3 separate regions of the Sus scrofa genome follow, and all the other regions are linked to region 1. The links are chromatin contacts, called in public Hi-C maps. All regions are on one chromosome and are shown on one strand. The core of a region is the stretch at or near the end of the contact, and the rest is flanking DNA. Distances in the headings are between cores, read along the strand shown. Region 1 holds the start of HIRIP3 (HIRA-interacting protein 3). Region 2 holds the start of FBXL19 (F-box/LRR-repeat protein 19). Region 3 holds the start of RNF40 (E3 ubiquitin-protein ligase BRE1B).

The links. Hi-C and Micro-C count contacts between places; a contact is called where the count stands out from the background.
Region 2: a contact with region 1 is called in a Hi-C map of liver, with 9 times the contacts expected there. The contact joins the promoter of FBXL19 here to the promoter of HIRIP3 in region 1. A contact is called at or near these places in 1 of 5 promoter capture datasets (liver) and 1 of 47 Hi-C or Micro-C datasets (liver).
Region 3: a Hi-C map of liver shows a contact between it and region 1, with 5 times the contacts expected there. The contact joins the promoter of RNF40 here to the promoter of HIRIP3 in region 1. A contact is called at or near these places in 2 of 47 Hi-C or Micro-C datasets (heart right ventricle and liver).

What each region holds. Positions count from the first base shown.
Region 1 is chr3:18,200,502-18,203,236 of Sscrofa11.1, reverse strand. It overlaps HIRIP3 (HIRA-interacting protein 3), which reads left to right and starts at 1,330. Exons shown (of 8, transcript XM_021087988.1): 1 at 1,330-1,825; 2 at 1,903-2,023; 3 at 2,146-2,260; 4 at 2,505-2,735. The coding sequence starts at 1,761. It overlaps INO80E (INO80 complex subunit E), which reads right to left and starts at 1,145. Exons shown (of 6, transcript XM_021088007.1): 1 at 930-1,145; 2 at 698-768; 3 at 449-501. The coding sequence starts at 1,010.
Region 2 is chr3:17,520,335-17,523,069 of Sscrofa11.1, reverse strand. It overlaps FBXL19 (F-box/LRR-repeat protein 19), which reads left to right and starts at 1,311. Exons shown (of 12, transcript XM_013987711.2): 1 at 1,311-1,713; 2 at 2,024-2,179.
Region 3 is chr3:17,634,670-17,637,404 of Sscrofa11.1, reverse strand. It overlaps RNF40 (E3 ubiquitin-protein ligase BRE1B), which reads left to right and starts at 1,415. Exons shown (of 20, transcript XM_021086412.1): 1 at 1,415-1,546; 2 at 1,656-1,858; 3 at 2,244-2,411; 4 at 2,546-2,687. The coding sequence starts at 1,727. CCDC189 (coiled-coil domain-containing protein 189) reads right to left here and starts at 1,251. Exons shown (of 8, transcript XM_013992414.2): 1 at 744-1,251; 2 at 410-441; 3 at 16-81. The coding sequence starts at 959.

The DNA of each region.
Region 1 (2,735 bases), core at 81-2,580:
ACCTACACCACTGCTTTAACTGCTGCAGTGACGCGGCCGGATCTTTAACCCACTGTGCCACAGCAGGAATGCCTACTTAGCTCTTTACAGAGAACGTTTATCAACCCCTGCTTTATTCCAATCACTACCATATCACCCTGATTTTATGCCTTTCGAATCTAAAACTCTAGTTTATTTCTTTGCTCTCTTATTACACCTAATTACAATACAAATTCCCAGAAGCTTTGTGCATCTCAGTCACCACTGCATTCCCTGTGCAGAGCACAGTGCCTGAAACGAAGTAGATATCCAGTAATACTTGAGTTAACAAACAGGGGAGGTGGAGGGCAAGCAACCAGGCTTAGGAACCACCAGAGGTGTACTGGCCTCCAGTCTAAAAGGAGGGCCCAGTGAGCTGGCTGGAGCGCCAGGAGCATGTCCTCCACCAATTTTCCATGACCCTGCTCACCAGAAGAGTCTTCATCCACGTTCTCGTACTGCAGAAGTCGGTCTAGGAGGAAACTGAGGAAAGAGGCGGGGGGAACAATGAGTGTTTATTCCCATCTCTGCAACGTTCTCTTGAGCCCCCGTCCCTTCGAACTGGCCCCGTCCTCACAACAGTCCCCAGGCAGGCATCATGCATTTGTGGCCCATTCCAGGGTGGGGGCCGAATGTAGATCTACTCTGGTCTCCCTCCTCCCCTCGGAGCCTGTCTCACCTCTTGTCCCGGGACACCTTCAACAATTTTCTCTGTGCCTTCCTCAGTTCCTCCTGGAAGCACTCGTGTTCCTGTATCAAGGGCAAGGTGGATGCTGAGCCACCTGCCATCCGTAAATGGGGCTCGGAAGCCGGCCACAGAGTACCCTGCTCCCTTTACACAGAACTAAACGGACGTCCTACCAGCGCCAGGCCTCACCCCCCTCCACCTTCCCACTCCACCCAGCACTCACGTAGATGAGGAATTTGAGCTTCCGCTTCAGGTTCCGGTATTTCTTCTTGTAGTCCACTTCGCCATCCGCCGGCCCGTTCATGACTGGGTCCGGGAGTGGCGCCCCAAACCTAGTCCGGGGTCCCGCTACCCGAAAGCCGCCTCGGCCCGGCCTCTTCCGCTTCCACTTCCGGAGACTCGGCTAGGCTGTGTTCGCTGGGACTACAACTCCCAGAGTCCACCGCGCCCAGAGATCTTGACCACAGGGGGTGGCTCCGAGGGACCACCGTGAAAGGAGCGTTGTTTCCAGGGGATACGCGGAAGATGGCGCCGCCGCGACGTGAAGACGTCACAGAGATGTCGGCTGCCGAAGGGCTTCCTTACTGACTTGGAATGTGCTTAGCGATTTGAAGCCACAAGACGAATTTCTCCCTGGAATTCCTAGTCTCTAGGTGGGGACGCCCTTTTCTTTCTGTCTTTCGAAAATCACAGAGGCCTAACTGCTGCCCGTGATCACGAACGGAGGCAGCGTCGCAGGTTGATTGCGTTACCCAAAGGTTGCGGGCTGCGAATCGGTTTCTAAGGAAAACTTTCGAAGCGCTTCGTTCTTAAAAAAAAAAAAAAAAAAAAGAGGAAGGAGCTGCGAGACACCCCCCCCCCAAACACACACACTGCCCGGGGAGAGCAAGTTTTGTCTGGTAAAGTTCTCGGTCTAAGCGGCCCGCAACGGACCTTCAACGGTCGCTAGCCTCACGGCTCTACGACTCTGCGCGTGCGCAAGCTCCTGTCAAACGCGTGGACGGAGGCCGGGAAGAAAAAAGGCGGGAGCCACCAGTATTCTGGGTGGAGCAAAATGGCGCGGGAGAATGAGATGCAGGAGTTCACCCGTAGCTTCTTCCGAGGCCGCCCGGACCTCAGGTGCACCGGAGGTTGGCGTTGGGGTTGGAAAGGGCAGGGGCGGGACGGGGACTCTGTCCTGACACGTGTTTCTGCAGCACGCTTACGCACTCCATCGTGCGGCAGAGGTTCTTGGCTCACGCCGGCCGCGACCACCTGGAACCTGAGGAGAAGCAGGCGCTGAAGAGGCTAGTGGAGGAGGAGCTGCTGAAGATGCAGGTGAGGGCGCCAGCCGGGGTCACCAGAGGCGGGGGTTGTGGAGGCGGCGGCGGAGGAGCCTGAGGGGGGCGGGGCCGAAAACAACCTTGGTTCATGTTTTGCCCTCTTGATGCTCCACACAGGTGGATGAAACGGGTGCCAAGGAAGAGAGGCTCGACCTTGCCAAGAAGGCGAAGAGGTCTCCCACCCTCTGCCATGACCGAGAGAGGAAAAGGTTCCGTTTCAATTCAGAGTCAGGTTAGTGCTTTCTACATAGGTGGTCCATTCAAAACGTATTTACTTGTTGCGCGTGAGCTATGCCCCAAGGCCTTAGATGAGGGCGCTGGATGGGTGCGTCAGGCACTAGGAAAAGGGTAGACTGAGCGCTGTCTCCTACTGCCCTTCCGTCTGTCAGAGCAGGATTAGAGGCAGTTTATCCCAAGTGGAGGAAGAAAGTGACAGGAGAAACCTCTCCCAACCTTCTCTTCTCTCCACATTCCAGAGCCCAGCTCTGCAGCCTCCAGCCCAGACTGCTTCAGCCCCCCAGCAAAGAATGAGACGGCAGAAGTCAGTCCCGCTGAGGATGAAAGGCCAAAGCGTGCCTCGAAGAATGCAGTTGAGGAGAGCAGTGATGAGGAAGAACAGCAGAGAGACCTGACTGCAACGATCAGATTAGCAAACGAGGTGGTGAAGGAGAGCAGTGAGGAGGAGGAAGAGGGCTCTGCCAGGAGGA
Region 2 (2,735 bases), core at 62-2,561, 680 kb after region 1:
CTGGATTATAGTATTTTCAACCCCTGTTTTAAGTATACATAAATATCTGCTTATGGCAAAAATGTGAACCTGGAGAGCAGGTTATAAGTGAAAAGTAAACATTTTCCCCCATCTCTGTATGCAGTTTCACTCTGCCATCTCCCCACCCACCCGGTTGTGGGCACAGGCACAGCACCTGGCACTGAGGAGCTCTAAACAGTGTAAGAAATGGTCTTGACTTTCAAGAGTCTTCTTCTTCTTCTTTTTTTTTTTTTTTTTGCTTTTTAGGGCCGAACCCTTGGCACATGGAGGTTCCCAGGCTAGGGGTCTAATCAGAACTACAGCTGCTGGCCTACGTCACAGCTACAGCCACAGCCACAGCAGATCCAAGCCACGCCAGCGACCTACACCACAGCTCACAGCAATGCCAGATCCTTAACCCACTGAGCAAGGCCAGGGATTGAATCCACAGCCTCATGGTTCCTAGTGGGATTCGTTTCCACTGCGCCACTATGGGAGCTCCTCAACAGGCTTCTTTTCACGTCTTAGCTAATAAGTGGGGCCAATAGTGCTTATGTTCGGACTGAAGCAAGCTGGATGGGAGTTGTGTTGATCTGGTGAGTACATGTCTTATCCATAAGAGGCAGCCACTGTTCAGCTTCAGCTATTTCTTGCTCAAGGAAGGCAGACTCACTGTTGCTAGATTTCAAGATTCCAAGTGAAAGCTGAAATGTGTTGTTGCTATGCCAAACTTAACACAAGCATGGGCTGGATTTGATCAGTTTGTGGATGCTGCAGTTGTTCTGAGGATGGGCTATGAAATCTTGGATTTTGAATCTTAGCTCTCTCTATGTACAACTCATCCATTCCCAGTTTCCTCATCTATGACATGGGATTCTCGCTCATAGGGGTCTTATGAGGATCAAATGATGTGCTAAAAGCATGTAATGTATGAGATGGATTTTTTTTTTTTTTCTTTTTACAGCCACACCCGTGGCATATGGAAGTTCCCAGGCTAGGGGTCAAATCGGAGCTACAGCTGCTGACCTACACTACAGCCACAGCAACTTGGGACCCTAGCCGCGGCTGCGACCTATACCACAGCTCATGGCAACATAGGATCCTTAACCCACCGAGTGAGGCTAAGGATTGAACCTGCGTCCTCGTGGATACTAGTACAGTGTGTTATCTCTGAGCCACCATGGGAACTCTGAGATGGACTCTTCATAAAGTTTATAATCTAGGCGAAGAGTCAAATGAATCTCAGATGGGAATTATGCTCAAGAAGGTTTTACTGAGACTGTTGTATTTAAACAGAGACCAGAAGGATGAATAGCTAATGGGGTGCAGCAGCGGGCCAGGTGGAGGGGAAGGGCCTAACAGGCAGAGGGAACAGCCCCAGAGAGATCCCTGAGGCAATCATGCAAGCCAAAAAGAAAGCAGTGAGGATGTAAAGGAGACAATCTCCTGGGAGCCAAGATTTCCTAACTGATAAAGTGTGAGCTAGAGGGAGCCTCAGTTCAGCCTGAGGCAGGTCCCAGCAAATTTAGGACTTCAAGTCACACTGGTCAGCGTTAACTTCCTTGACAGTAAAACCACACCCACCAAGTCTTCCGCCAGGCCCTCTAACCCTCTACTTTCCGACACAGAAGAGAGGGCAGAGCACCGCAGTCTGTCTGCCTTGGGGTCAAAGTGAGTAATTTTCCAGGCAGAGGAGGAAGATTAAGAAGGCAGGTAAGAAAGCACAGAGGTAGGAAGCGGTCCCACCTGCTTGGGTGGCTGAGGTGTTCTGGGCGCGGGTAGGGGCGAAAGGTGGGCAGGGGCTCCAAGACTGGCTGGAGATGGGCCTGGGCAATTTGAGCGCCCACAACTTCAGGTTGGGGAATCTGGACAGTTCGCAGGACCTCAGTCAAATGGAGAATGGGCGCCCCCTGGGAGCAGTACTCGGTAGTGGACACAGGAGGACCCAGATGAGGAGGGGCCTGGGAGGAGGGGGTGCGGCTCAAGATGGGGTAGACAGCCTGCCACAGTTGTCTTCTCACAGGCGCTAACTCCTTCGGGTATGATGAATTCCTGGGATCCCAGAACAGCTGGGCTGGAAGGGACCTCGAAAAGGGAATTGCCAACACATGCCCCGTACCAGGCCCTGAGCCCGGCCTTTTCGTGAACATTGTCTTAACACTTCTAACTCCACTTTGAGGTAGGTATCATTATCCCCACTTTTCAGATGAGAAAAATAGAGGTTTGGTGACTTCCCAAGGAGGGGCGGGGATTTTGTACGACTCCAGAGCCCTTTCCCTGGAGCTCTCACGACTTGGAAGATGCCGATTCTCTGAGGTTTGAGGGAACAAGCATCGGGTGTGAGGCGCGGAAGCTTTCCAGGGGACAACAGCGTGACGGTACTTTGGAAAAGAACCACGCCTCTCTGGTCGCGACAATACTTATTACTGTTGCTTTCCTTTAAGAGCTTCCCCTGAAAGATGAAGTCCTCACCATACGGGGAGGCGGATATTATATATTCCTGGATCGCCAGGACGTCTTTCTCCCTCACTCGCATTGATCCCCACTGGTGACATAAATTACCCTCCCTAATAGCGAGTGAAGGCACCAGACTACATTTCCCGACAGGCCATTCGAAAGGGGGTGGTGGGGAGAGTAGGAAGAGGAGGAAAAGAGACTCTCCGTTTCCGTCGGCTCTCAATTTGGCGTGTCCGCGGTGATGCAAATTTCAGCAGCCCACGTTCTGTCTCTGTAAA
Region 3 (2,735 bases), core at 166-2,665, 570 kb after region 1:
TACTCCCCGCCATACTCCCTCATCTCCTCCACGTTGGTTGTCTTCTCCAGCCTCTGCATGGAATGGATGTCGAGGTACTTCCTATCATAGGAAAAGAGGGGAAAAGGTGTTGGCCATTATGCATTAGTCTTAGGACAAGGCTATGATGGCTAGAGCGTAGGACTGGGAAGCAAGAGACCTGAGTTAAGAGGTTTGGCTCTTCCACTAACTCGCTGTGTAACTTTATAACAAAGTCACTGAGGCAGCGGGAGACCTGGCTTATAGTCATCTTGGGTAATTGTATCTCTGGGCCTCAGTCTCCTTGTCTGTAAAATGGGAATTCCGTCCTGTTTGACAGGCTCGTAAGGAAGCGCTAAAGGAATAATACAAGTGTGAAGGGTAACTTTCCCTCAAAGCTCTTCACACTCACCATATGCAGATCCGGGGCTGGGGTAGCGGCGGCTGCGGGAGAGAAAGCGGATTGGGAAAGGCAGAGCTGCGTTGTTAGTCCTGGCCCGTGGTTCTTTGCCCTTGGTGAATCTCTGGTGGTCTAACAACGCGATACCTTGCCTTCTCATCTTAAAAACTGTGTACTAGCAATACCGGCGGGCTGGGCTTCGGCGATCCCTAAGTACTATTCATGAGCGTATTGACAAGCAGTTCAAGCCTGCCTCTTCACCAAGGCAGCCCGGGAAACAAACGGCCCCCTGCCTGGGAGCCCTTTTATAAACATTCATGAGCAGACCACTCTGACCTGTCCTCACCGGGAACAAGTTGGCTGCAGGATCTTCATTCGCATCCACTGAGGCCACGGTCCCTGACTCGGTCCGCACTCCTGTTCCCATCCTCTTGGCCGATTCATCCAACGAGCTGAGGTCCTTCTCATGGTCTTTCTCATGTTCTCGCCGCAGTTCGGAGTGCTGGTCCAGCTCCGACCGCCTTTTCAGTCGCCGGAATTGGCTGGATTTCCGGCGGATCATCTGGTCGCTCCTCTGTGTCGCGGGTCCCCACCGTCTTTATCCTGCCTCGGTTCTGGGACAGCCGATCTCGGGCGGCGACTGCCAAGGCCTGGCCCTTATCGACGCTTCAGCCAATCTACGCTGCAGAGAGGCCGGGTACAGCCAATCGGCTGGGGGCGTCCCTCCGTCTCAACGGTGACGGTTGCTAAGGAGGATCCAGTAGGAAGGGAGAAAGTGTACCGTGCTCGCCAAACTGTGAGAAGAGAATGCGCATGCATAATAAGATGCAAACCCCGCCCCGGTGCCCTCTCTTCGAAGTTGTTAATCTGAGGCAGGCGGCGTTATTAGGACTGCGGAGTGGAAGTGTGTTGTCAGTTACCATGGCAACTGCCTACCGGCCAATCACTGAGAGAAAGAGGAGGTGTTCAGAAAGAAACCAAACGGACGCAAGAGGAGGAACAAAGCACAACCAATAGAAACAGGAACTGGAGAAGATTTCGCCACATCCGGCGCTGCCTCTGGCGCCTGCGCTCTGTGCTGGGGGGCGGGGGTGCCCAGTGACGTCCGGTGAAGTCCAAGATGGCGGCGCTAGGCTGATCCTGCTGCTGGTGAGGGGCCCGGGGCCGGCGGGGCGGGGTCCGGCAGCTGTGTGCGGGGGTAGGCTCGTGGCTGCGGACCTCCGTCCCCTTCCCCAGCTCTACTCTCTGTCTTCTGCAGGTGACGGAAGTGCCGAGTCCGCCTGCCTGACGTCCTCGAGAGACCGGGGGCCGCTCCTCGCCGCCGCGGCCATGTCTGGGCCCGGCAACAAACGCGCCGCCGGCGATGGGGGCTCGGGGCCCCCAGAGAAGAAGCTGAACCGCGAGGAGAAGACAACAACAACGCTTATAGAGCCCATTCGTCTTGGGGGCATCTCTTCCACGGTTCGTGGGCTCCTGCCCCAGCCCGCCCAACTTCCCAGAACCGTTTTCCCAGTTCCCCAAGTTTAACCAGATCCACTTTACAGAGCATTCTGTTGAAGGAAACCTAGGACATGACGTCTGCCTTCCCCTCGCAGATAGGCAAACAGGTTCCCAGAGAGCGTGTGACAGACATGTCAGACTTCAGGTAGAAAGAGGCAGGAGCAGAACGTGACGCTCCTTACAAACAAGACGCTTCCTCCGTGGGTGTCTGAGCTTTGTATGTCCTGTTAGCAGTCTGCTCCCCTCTCACATCCGTTCTATCTGCTTTCCTTTGTCTCTTTCTCTGATTGGTTTCTTGGGCCCTTCTTGACCCTCTCTCTCCTCGGCCCCTCTGTTTCCTTGGTAGGAGGAGATGGACCTGAAGGTTCTGCAGTTCAAGAACAAGAAACTAGCAGAGCGATTGGAACAGAGACAGGCTTGTGAAGATGAACTCCGAGAACGAATTGAGAAACTGGAGAAGAGGCAGGCTACAGATGATGCCACACTCCTCATTGTCAATCGCTACTGGGCCCAGGTGAATGCCCCTCTCCTTTACAAGACTGGGCTTTGATCCAGCTGCCAGTTCTCAGACTTCTCTGTTAGAAAGGGAGTATCATGCTAGGAAGCACCTGAGGGATTCCTAACATTTTTGGTGCTTTCTCCTTTCAGCTGGATGAAACTGTGGAAGCCCTTCTCCGACACCATGAGAGCCAGGGGGAGCTGTCTTCAGGGCCAGAGGCGCCTGGGACCCAGGAAGGGCCAACGCGTGATGAGACCCCTCTCACAGAGCCAGGAACATCGGAGCTGAGGGGTAGGGCCAGAACCCTAGGATCTAGGAAGCTTAATTAAGTTCTGGGAA